Regions from separate parts of the Mus musculus genome. Here region 2 is linked to region 1. The links are chromatin contacts, called in public HiChIP or PLAC-seq maps. All regions are on one chromosome and are shown on one strand. Each heading gives the region's core, a stretch centred on a gene start, on an enhancer-like site or on the middle of the called end of the contact. The rest is flanking DNA. Distances are from core to core; before and after follow the strand shown.

What was found. HiChIP or PLAC-seq counts read pairs in DNA pulled down with a chosen protein or histone mark.
Region 2: a contact with region 1 is called in a FOXA1 HiChIP or PLAC-seq map of pancreatic cancer cells. The contact joins the enhancer-like site here to the promoter of Cnnm4 in region 1. A contact is called at or near these places in 15 of 39 promoter capture datasets (the 3T3-L1 cell line, 3T3-L1-derived adipocytes, the C10 cell line and 10 more), 3 of 15 datasets of contacts at CTCF or cohesin (CD8 T cells, the NIH/3T3 cell line and large pre-B cells), 38 of 484 Hi-C or Micro-C datasets (the 4T1 cell line, the AML12 cell line, the Ba/F3 cell line and 23 more), 27 of 115 datasets of contacts at active chromatin or transcription factors (the 230-238 cell line, CD8 T cells, the HPC-7 cell line and 19 more) and 4 of 9 other capture datasets (adipose tissue, embryonic stem cells, liver and 1 more).

Annotation. Positions count from the first base shown.
Region 1 is chr1:36,468,215-36,473,117 of GRCm38.p6, reverse strand. Cnnm4 (cyclin M4) reads right to left here and starts at 1,521. Exons shown (of 7, transcript NM_033570.2): 1 at 33-1,521. The coding sequence starts at 1,425. It overlaps Gm33454 (predicted gene, 33454), which reads left to right and starts at 1,349. Exons shown (of 3, transcript NR_168706.1): 1 at 1,349-1,656; 2 at 4,584-4,759.
Region 2 is chr1:36,323,350-36,327,882 of GRCm38.p6, reverse strand. It overlaps Arid5a (AT rich interactive domain 5A (MRF1-like)), which reads right to left. Exons shown (of 7, transcript NM_001172205.1): 7 at 3,854-4,533. Among named protein-coding and RNA genes, the nearest start is that of Arid5a, 18 kb to the right of the region's middle. Within about 2 kb of position 1,847, at least 72 of the 459 cell types and tissues checked have an H3K27ac peak or open chromatin away from gene starts, as enhancers often do. A contact at or near this core is called in the 4T1 cell line, the C2C12 cell line, CD8 T cells and 10 more, where this site is marked.

The DNA of each region.
Region 1 (4,903 bases), core at 272-2,771:
GACATTTAACCAGGAGCTACACCAGTCCTTACCCTTCTTAAATTCCTCTAGCATGGCATCCAGCTTGGTGTCATGAAAAACAAAATGTACCGGGTGGTTGTAGAAGCGAGTGATGGTCTTGAGCGGGGTGCAGTCATCCGGGTCAACAAAAGCCAAGTCTTTGACATACAGGATATCTACAATATTGGATTGCTCATCTTCAAACACAGGAATGCGAGTGTAGCCACTCTCCATAATCTCCGACATGGTGTTGAAGTCCAGAATGGCATCACTGCGGATCATGAAGCAGTCGTGTAGCTGGGTCATGATATCCTCCACAGTTTTGGTCCTTAGTTCCAGGGCACCCTGGATCATATTTAACTCCTCCTTCACCAAGTCATTATAGGGCTCTGTCACCTTCAACATCTCCATCAGCTTCTCCCGATTGTAAACAGTGCGAATCTCCTGACCTAAGACGAAGTCCAGGAGTTTGCTAATGGGGAAACTCAAGGGAAAAGTGAGGAGCATAAAGACTTTGGTGAGAACAATAGTGTTGGCACCCACAGCCAGCCCGTGCCGGGAGCACAGGGCTTGAGGTAAGATCTCCCCAAAGATGACAATGCCAATGGTAGAGGAGGCCACTGCCATGATGCCAGACCCGATGAGGTTGTCTAGAAGGATGGTGAGGGAGGTGTTGACTAGCACGTTCCCCAGGAGCAGCGAGCAGAGCAGGTAGTTGCCCTTGCGCCTGATGGGCTCTATCTTGCGAGCATACTTTCTCTCCTTCTCAGTTCCACAGTTCTGCACGATGCGCAGCTCCATCGGGTCCAGGGCCATAAGCCCCAGGTTGAGGCCAGAAAAGATGCCCGACAGCACCAACAGCACCATAACGAGAAGGATGTGCAGCCAGAGCGGCAGAAACCTCCCATGCTCCTCCACCATGAAGAGCAGGGAGTCCTTGTCCGTCCATCTGGTCCAGGGCCCGTCGGCCCGGGGCCGGGTGCACAGCGCGTACAGCTTCATGTTCTCGCTCCTCCGCAGGAACTTGGTAATCACCACTAGCATCCCCGACGTGTTCCCGCGGCTCACGTTGACCAGCCGCTGGACCACTAAGTCCTTGGTGAGCTCCAGGCAGTTGGTGGAGTTGTGGACCGCCTCGGCGTCGTCCACCTCGGTGAAGGAGATCAGGTTGCTGGAGATATCGCCCAGGCTGTGGCCATAGAGCCTCAAGTTCACCGTGCTGCCCTCGGACACGAAGATGATGCCATCCGGGTTCATCCCGCACGACTTGTTGCAGCTCGCTAGCCTCATGCCTAGGATCACGCTCTGCTGGGGGCTGCTCTGGCCGCTGGCCGCCCGCGTCCATAGCAGCAGCAGCGCAGCCAGGAGGAGGCGCCCTCGGGCCGGCCAGCCGTCCCGCCGCCCGCCCCCGCCCCCCGGCGCCATGTTGCTCCGGCCCCGCCGCTGCCCGCGCCCCGCCGCGCGCCTCACTCGGCGCCTCCGCTCCTGCCCTCCTGCCGCTCCGCTGCCGCCGCGCCAACTGCCCCAGCCGAGGACCTGACGTCAGACCGCGCCCCGCCCGCCCCGCCCCGCCGCCCCACGCCCCTTATTTGCATGCGATGTCCCGCCCCTACCCACGGCTCGCGCGCCCGGCTTAAGGAGGTCTGCGCCCTTAAGGTAGAACGGCGCGGGGCGAGCGCGGGAGCCCGCAGCGGGGGTGCGCCCAGCCAAGCTTCCGCGCGGCACCGGGCTTCTCCCGCGCTCCTCCTTAGGGAGCCCGGCTCCCAAGCCCCACGCGCTCGGTTGCTTCCGGGTCCCCTGCACTCTGTCGCTCCGTTCTGGGGCGGGTGGTGCTTCTCCGCGGGCACAGCGAGAAAAATGCATTTCCTGGTTTAGAAAAAGAAAAGGGAACCTGAGGGTTCAGGCTGGCGTTACAGCCTCCTTACTTCTGGGATTTTCGTTGACCTTGACCCAATGCCAGAAATAGGTTGTCACTGCCCCCGAAGTCCCCCAGCCCACTCCTCGGTTCTGTCTAGACCCCTAAGGTGCTGAGGGACCAGGCTCTGACCTAGGTTTTTCACCTGTCATTTCTATTTAGGGATGAGTTTTCATTGAACATGTACTCTTGTTTCATACTCTAACGATACGGCAATGAACAAGCCAAAATTCTTGCACATCTTTAGTTTACAGCCTATCATCAGAAAAATGGCAGTAAACAAGACAAGCCATACGGGGGCAGGAGGGGGAGCGCAATAAGCAAGTAAACACACACAGGAACACTAAGTGTTTTACTTCTTACAGATGCAAATTTTGAACCTAGGCACAAAATCCTAGGCCTTTCAGATCTTCACCGTTAATCCTAGTCCCTGTCTGTAAATGGCGGTAAGAATGACTGGTTTTTTTTTTTTTGTTTTGTTTTTGTTTTTTGTTTTTTGTTTGTTTTTTTTTTTTTTTTTTTTTGAGACAAGGTCTTACATAGCCCGATATGGCTTTGAACTCTTCAAATCTGAGGCTGACCTTGAACTCCCGATCCTATGTCCATTACCTCCCAAGTGCAGGGTTTACAGATATGCACCACCATGCCTGGATTGATTTTATTGTTTAGTTATGGTTTTAGTTTTTAATTTGACGGCAGGAAGAGTGATAACACAGCATCACCTGGCTAAGCACGTGAGAACAACTGGCTTACACACCGAATATGACATAACAACTCTCTGTGAATAGTCTTTGCCTGTGTAGTAATAGTTGTTGCTGCCTGCTCTTTCAGGACCATACCCTTAACCCCAAATTGTGGTGACTGGCCAGCTGAGGCAGCTGCTTGTGGAAATGAACTGAGGGGTGGGGCTGCTGTTCTAGCCTTGAGATCACTGCTTCCTGGTCAGCCCCACTTGGATGTCATCCGGCAGCTATGAACTCAGTGTGTGGGGATGACCACAGCTATCCACCCACAGCTGTCCACCCTGTGAAGGGCAGGACACGGATGACAAACATCCTTACCTCAGTTGCAAGAGCTATACTAAGCACAAGGCCTGGGTTGACCCCTGGGTCTCCCAGCAGGGCTTCTCCTGGCCCTAGAGACACAGTCCTTCTCTATGTCTCTGTACAAACCCCTGTGTTTATTTTTACTTTGGTACACAGCCTGCCAATTAAGGCAACAATCAATACCAGCAGCAAAAATCCAAACATAATGGAACACTCATGCAGTGTTGTGGGGGAGGCTGGGTAGCAGAGGCTGACTTAATGCTCTGGCATTGTGCTGGTGGGTTCTGTAAACAGCCAGCTGGAGGAAGTTCCTTGTGAGGAGGTGCCTCACCTTACACACACACACACACACACACACACACACACACACACACACACAGAGTGAGGCCAGAAGACCAGCTTTTTAGTGAACAGTACCCTCAGGAGTTGGGCAATTGCCCCCTCCCTGTCTTTGACAACCCAGAAGAGCCGCCCGGATTGTTTGACAGCAACCCCAGGTCCCTGGAAGCGCCTATCAGGCCTCATCATCATTCCAGAGGCTATTTTCATTTTGCCCTTTTCGGGTCTGTATTTACTCGTGCTCTATAGGTAGGCACTCAATCTAAGCGACAGAAGCCAACAAAGGAAAGAAAAATAAGTGTTTGAGCCACTTGGCTTGGAAGTCGAAGGGAAGGAGCAGGGAGAGAAAAGCAAGACAGAACAATGGTTGCTAGATAGGAACAGAAACGGGGTCTGTTAAAGTCAAGTTAACTCACAGTTGGATTCCCAAAGGAGAATAAGAATAGACTCCTTGAAGTAAGTGAAATTCAGGGCTGGAGAGATGGCTCAGTGGTTAAGAGCATCTGTTGCTCTTGCAGGAGACCCACAGGAGACAAGCTCAGTTTTCAGCACCCACATGGTGACTTATAACAGTCTGTAACTCCAGTTCCAGAGGATCCAATACCTTCTGTCCTCTGAGGGAACCGGATACACACATGCTATGCATACACACATGCTATGCATACACACATGCTATGCATAAACACATGCGGACAAAACCTTCATACACATAGGTAAACAATAGTTAATAAACAGTGGTAATGGTAATGTAAGAGGTATTGGAGGACGTCAGACTTGTGGCTCAGGGGCTGTGGTTGTCATCCTGCCCCTCTAGGTAGGGTATCTATCTGCCATACTTTCTCATTAAGTAATATTAAGAAAGAATCTAGGCAACCTGGATGGGCACACAGCTCACAGCAGCTAGGCTGTGCGAACAGAGAAACGTCCGTTTTGGAGGACAGGGAAAGGCACCAGTCTTCTCTCTCTCTCTCTCTCTCTCTCTCTCTCTCTCTCTCTCTGTGCCAAGTCCTTACTCATCTGAGTTGCCTCCTTTTGCAAGTAAGGGGTCTGAGTAAAGGTTCTCTTTAGGTGATGAGTGATTGACACTCTCCAGTCATGAGGTCCTTGGTCCTGAATGGCCCTGTCTGAGTGTAGTACAGGGCAGTATGTCTACCTCTCCCACTGTCTTCTTAAGAGGGTTCACTCCTTGTCTTGTCCCTGGTACCATGTTAATACTGGGGTCTGAATCGGCAAACGAGGATCTAACTCTTCCAAGCTAGGTTCTTAGTCTCTTCACCTTCTAGGTTCCCAAGATGGAGGAGCTGTGGGCAAAGAAGCAGCCTTTCTGTTCATGCCCAGAGCCTAAGCCCTGCCCTGAACCCACACTGGAAGTCTGTTGGGGCTTGTGTGGGCCCTGGAGTGGATAGTCTGGCTGTGGACTGTGGATGCATTTATCAGGGGATGGTGCAAGCCATCATCGGTATGTATAGCCCAGCCTGTGCACTTAGCCCTCACATAAGCCTACATATGTTATTTGGACATGTCCAAGCCATTTGCATTGTCCCACGAGGACAGGGAGAAGTGAATCTTCTTCCCTGTACAGGAGTACAAAAATAGGCCAAAA
Region 2 (4,533 bases), core at 598-3,097, 150 kb after region 1:
GTGCAGACAGAATTCCCAGAAGCTTGCTGCAGCTAGCCAAAGGCAGCAGGAGACAATACAAAAGAGCCCCTGCCTCACGCAGGATGGAAGGCAAAGGCTGGCACCTGACACTGTCCTTGATCCCCACTTGTCTCATGGTCCAGGTGTGCCTACACTCCACATGGGTGTGTGTACATACACACACTGATAACAATGGCAGACAAATCACAAGTCTCATTTTTCTGCTTTAACACATAGGAAAACCATGGATCCTGCCCTAAAGGGAAAGAAAGGTTCCTGAAAGAGAACAACTGCCTGCTTTGTCTCCATGTGTGCAGAGCAGGTCAAGGAATGGGGCATGGCCCATAGTTTTGCAGGAAGAGTGTCGGGTGGATTCTTGCCCTCTCCCAAAGCTAAGGGTTCGGAGTGGGGACTGTCTAAGTCCGAGGTGAAGCAGAGTTGCTCTTCTGGGTCACCATTCTTCTAAGCCTTTTGGGCCCTGCACATGAAAGCGTCCTCTGGGAATTGCCAAAGCAGCAAGTTTCACACTGGTGATGCACACCAGTGGGCACTTGTGCTACTCACAGTGACTATAGACCCCTGTTGCATGGGGTTGTAGCTGGCAGTTGGTCTAATCAGGAGTTGGAAGTGAACACAAAGCTTGGATTGCCCCTAAGAACCAAGTCAGGGCGGGGTGGGGTGGGGTGGTGCAGGGATGCAGATGTGGGTGGAGAAATGGTAGATGCTTTGAGGGCACCTAAGAGGGAAGCCAGAGTTCCTGGGGAAGAGGCTCCAGGATGAAGATGGGGGACGCATGCAAGTGGAGGAGAGAATGGTTTTCAGGCAGATGGAATCCCATGTGTTTCCAGAACTGTTGGGGGTGTGTGACTGCCAGAAGCCTGATGGGGGGACACCCCAGAGCTCAACCCAGGCAGGAACTGCAGAGTGTGGATGCAATGGGGGAGGGGGAGACCAGAAGCCTGAGGAAGGAAGAAGTTTCCAAGCAGACACTGGAGTTTGAATCTGGGGACAGTACAGAGTTGTGGGCCACATCTTAAGTGCAGTGAGCTGATGAGAGCTGGGTATGGCAGGCTTATTTTAACTTGTTCCTAATGCATCCAAGGCCATTAGCCCCATATCAAATGTACAATGATTGGAAGTTCCACCTCTTTAGCCCACCCATCTCTCCCACCTAGTTACCTCTGAAAGAACCATTCCCCCTTCTGTTCACCTCCTTTGCTTCTCCCTTCTCATTTTCCCTCCCCTCTCTATTACATTTATCTGTTTGTTGGGGGGGGCATGCATGCTATGGCGCACATGCAGGTCAGAAGACAACATCCAGTAGTTGTTTCTGTCCTACCACATGAATCCAGGGGTTCAAACTCAATCCGTCAGACTTGGAAGCAAGACCGTAAACCTCTGAGCTCTTTTGAACAGCTTTCCCCTAGAGGTTCCCTCCCTGACTATTACCCAGGCTTTCAACTGTAGCTCCTGGGCAACCCATATCCAAGCCAGGCTTTCTTGATTGGGCTCCCAGTGCAAGCGAGTGATGCTTCCCTATTCTTCATTCCTGTGGGAGGGAAACCACCAGAGCCAGGCTGAGATGTGGCAGTGAGGTCAGGGAACTTGCATCAGACAGCCCATCATCAAGCCCCAGACAATGGTACGGATGTGGCAGGTGAACCTCCACTCCCCTTCCAAGGGCCTTGGCAGACATTACTAATCAATTGCATCACTTTCGCAGTGAGTCAATCCAGAGCTGCAGACAACCACAAAAGTTGGCTTGCCATTCTTGACCCAGACACTATCCAGAAGTCAGAGTCACTGACTCAGAAGGCAAGGTAAAGGGTAGTGGTCAGAACACATGCATGGGTTTCAAAATGCTAAGGTAAAGGACAGGATAAGGCATGGCCAAGCTAGCAAGGGAAGTAGTGACTCACATTCATCAGGACTTAAGTTTACAGAGGGCTTTCTCTAAATACCCTGGCTCTTGGGGTTAAATGACTCACTTCCATACTACAGATGAGACAGAGAAGTCCCAGAGAAAGGGGGGTGCACCTGGTGCCACACAGTATTCTGATCCATGTGGCATACACTTTCTCTGAGCCTTAGCACAGGTAGCTCAAGACCCAGAGTCAGCTTCTCCTCTAACGGGTCACCCAGAGCTGAAACCCATGAGAAGGTGAGAGACAGAGCCCACCCGTGGCCTGCTGCTAGTGGTCTAACCCCTGAGTGGACACAAACTCAGGGAACATTTGCTGACAGGAGACACTCTGGAGATCTCAAATATTACTACTTAAACAGAGCTGCAGGGGTAGCTCATTGGGGCATGTCTTTGGAGGTTATACCTGGTTTGTGTGTTCTCTCCCTCTCCCTCTCCCTGCTCCTGTCCCCTTGCCTCCCCTCCCCCAGTTGTCTACCCTAAGACAAAGAACTTCCAGTGTCTTGTGGTTCTGCCACCCAGTGGCCATGGGCTAAATAAAACCTCTGCTAATGTAGGCAACAACAAATGTGATGGTTTGTATATGCTTGGCTCAGGGAATGGCACTATTCGAAGGTGTGACCCTGTTGGAGTAGGTTTGTCACTGTGGGTATGGGCTGTGAGACTCTCATCCTAGCTGCCTGGAAGCCAGTCTTCTGCTAGCATCCTTCAGATGAAGATGTAGAACTCTCAGCTCCTCCTACACCATGCCTGCCTGGATGCTGCCATGTTCCCACCATGATGATAATGGACTGAATTTCTGAACCTGTAAGCCAGCCCCAATTAAATGTTGTCCTTATAAGAGTTGCCTTGGTTATGGTGTCTGTTCACAGCTGTAAAACTCTAAGACAACAAAACCTCCCATCTCTCAAGTTACTTCTGAAATTATTTGGTTATGATGATCAGCAAAGCAAGTGACACAGGATGCACATTGAGTCCTTCCTCCAGGGCCTAGGGTTTGGCTGTCCCTCATGCTTTGAGCCACTCGGGAATTCTCTTGTCTACATTAGCCTTCATTTCTATTGCTTGCAAGGAAAGGACCCAAGATTGTCACTGGCACACTGGCTGTGGGAAAGTATAGGTCATAATCTATTTGGCTTCTAGCTTCTTGGCCGTTCCTTTCTACCCCAGGGCCCAAGCAGAAAGCCAAGAACCTTAGAGGTAGGAAAGAGCCTCAGGAAAGGTAAGGTCGGGAAGTAGCTGCTCTTTCAAGACACCCACTGGGAGCGCCTCTTCCTTGCTCTCCTTGTATGTCAGAGCCTTTCCTCCTTTGGGGAGTTTCACAGTCAGGGCCAGGTGGCTTCCAGGACTAGAGGCTCCCCACAAAAGGTTGAGCTGCCCCCTGGTAGGATGGGGAGTGTGTTCTGTAGTCATCTGCTCATTAGTGGTCTCTAGATTCAATTCTGCATCACAGAGGACACAGAGACTCACAGGTAGCCAGCCGGCTGTCACACACACACACACACACACACACACACACACACACACACACACACACGGAGGAACAACCCCCAGCGAGTGAGGCCCTAGTCTTGGGAGCTTGTGCTCATATTTGCCCACCTCGATGGTCCTGCCAGATCAGCGATTGCTCTACATTCCTGCCCAGAAGCCCTTTGAAGAGTTGAGCAGCCACATTCTTGGAGCCATTAGCTAAGGAAATTGGTCTTGATCTGTAACCATGAAGAACAGCAGCTGCCACCTAGTGTCTGAGCAGTGTCAAGACTCAAGTGGTGAGAACCAGGGCAGTTGGCTAGGACTGGCTCCCTAATGGTCCGACACAAGAGGAGCTGAAGGACTATGGGCAATAGATGGGCTCCCCCCCCCACCCCCGGTCCTGATTCGGAAGGTCATCCTTTGTGGCCAGAAATAACGGCTATTCAAGAGAAAATGTTTCAAATATTGTTAATTCTTTTTTTTAAAAAACACCAAATGATATAGCTCAGTGTTGGATACTTGCCCAGCATACCCAAGGCTCTGGGTTCCATCCAGCACACTAGAAAACAAACACATCTAAACATGCCAGGCAGCCTCTGCTCTTGATTTAAAATTCCTTTAAAGCCATGAAGTTTTTCATTGCCTCTGGCCTTCTCTAATGTCTATTCTGCCAGTCTAAGGCTCTGGCCAGCCCAGCAACTTCATGTGGAAGGTAACCTTTGCTTCTTGCCTCCTGTGCTGTGTTTTTTGCTGAGGCCCCATCACCTCCTTTCCTGTGCCTACACACCTTACCCTGGCGGCTGTGCCCACCCAGCATGCCCGCTGCCCTTGTTTCAAAGTCCCCCATGCCTGAGCTCTGTTGACCCCTTCTTGCTCTAGCTCATCCAGCAACCAATAGCTGCTGATTCAGCCAAGCCTCTCATGTGCACCCACCCCATCAAGTCCCCACAGCACACCAAGATCTGCAGTCTAGAGATCTTACCCACTGTTCCCAACTCCCTCCCCCCATCCCCACTTCATTCCCTGGTTCTCTGTTGATGCCCTTCATGCAGCCACTTCGGCTCCCACTGGAGTGGTGCTTAGTTGTCCCTTGCCTTGAGATTGTGTCCAGCCGGCCTCCTAGGTGCAATGATACTCAC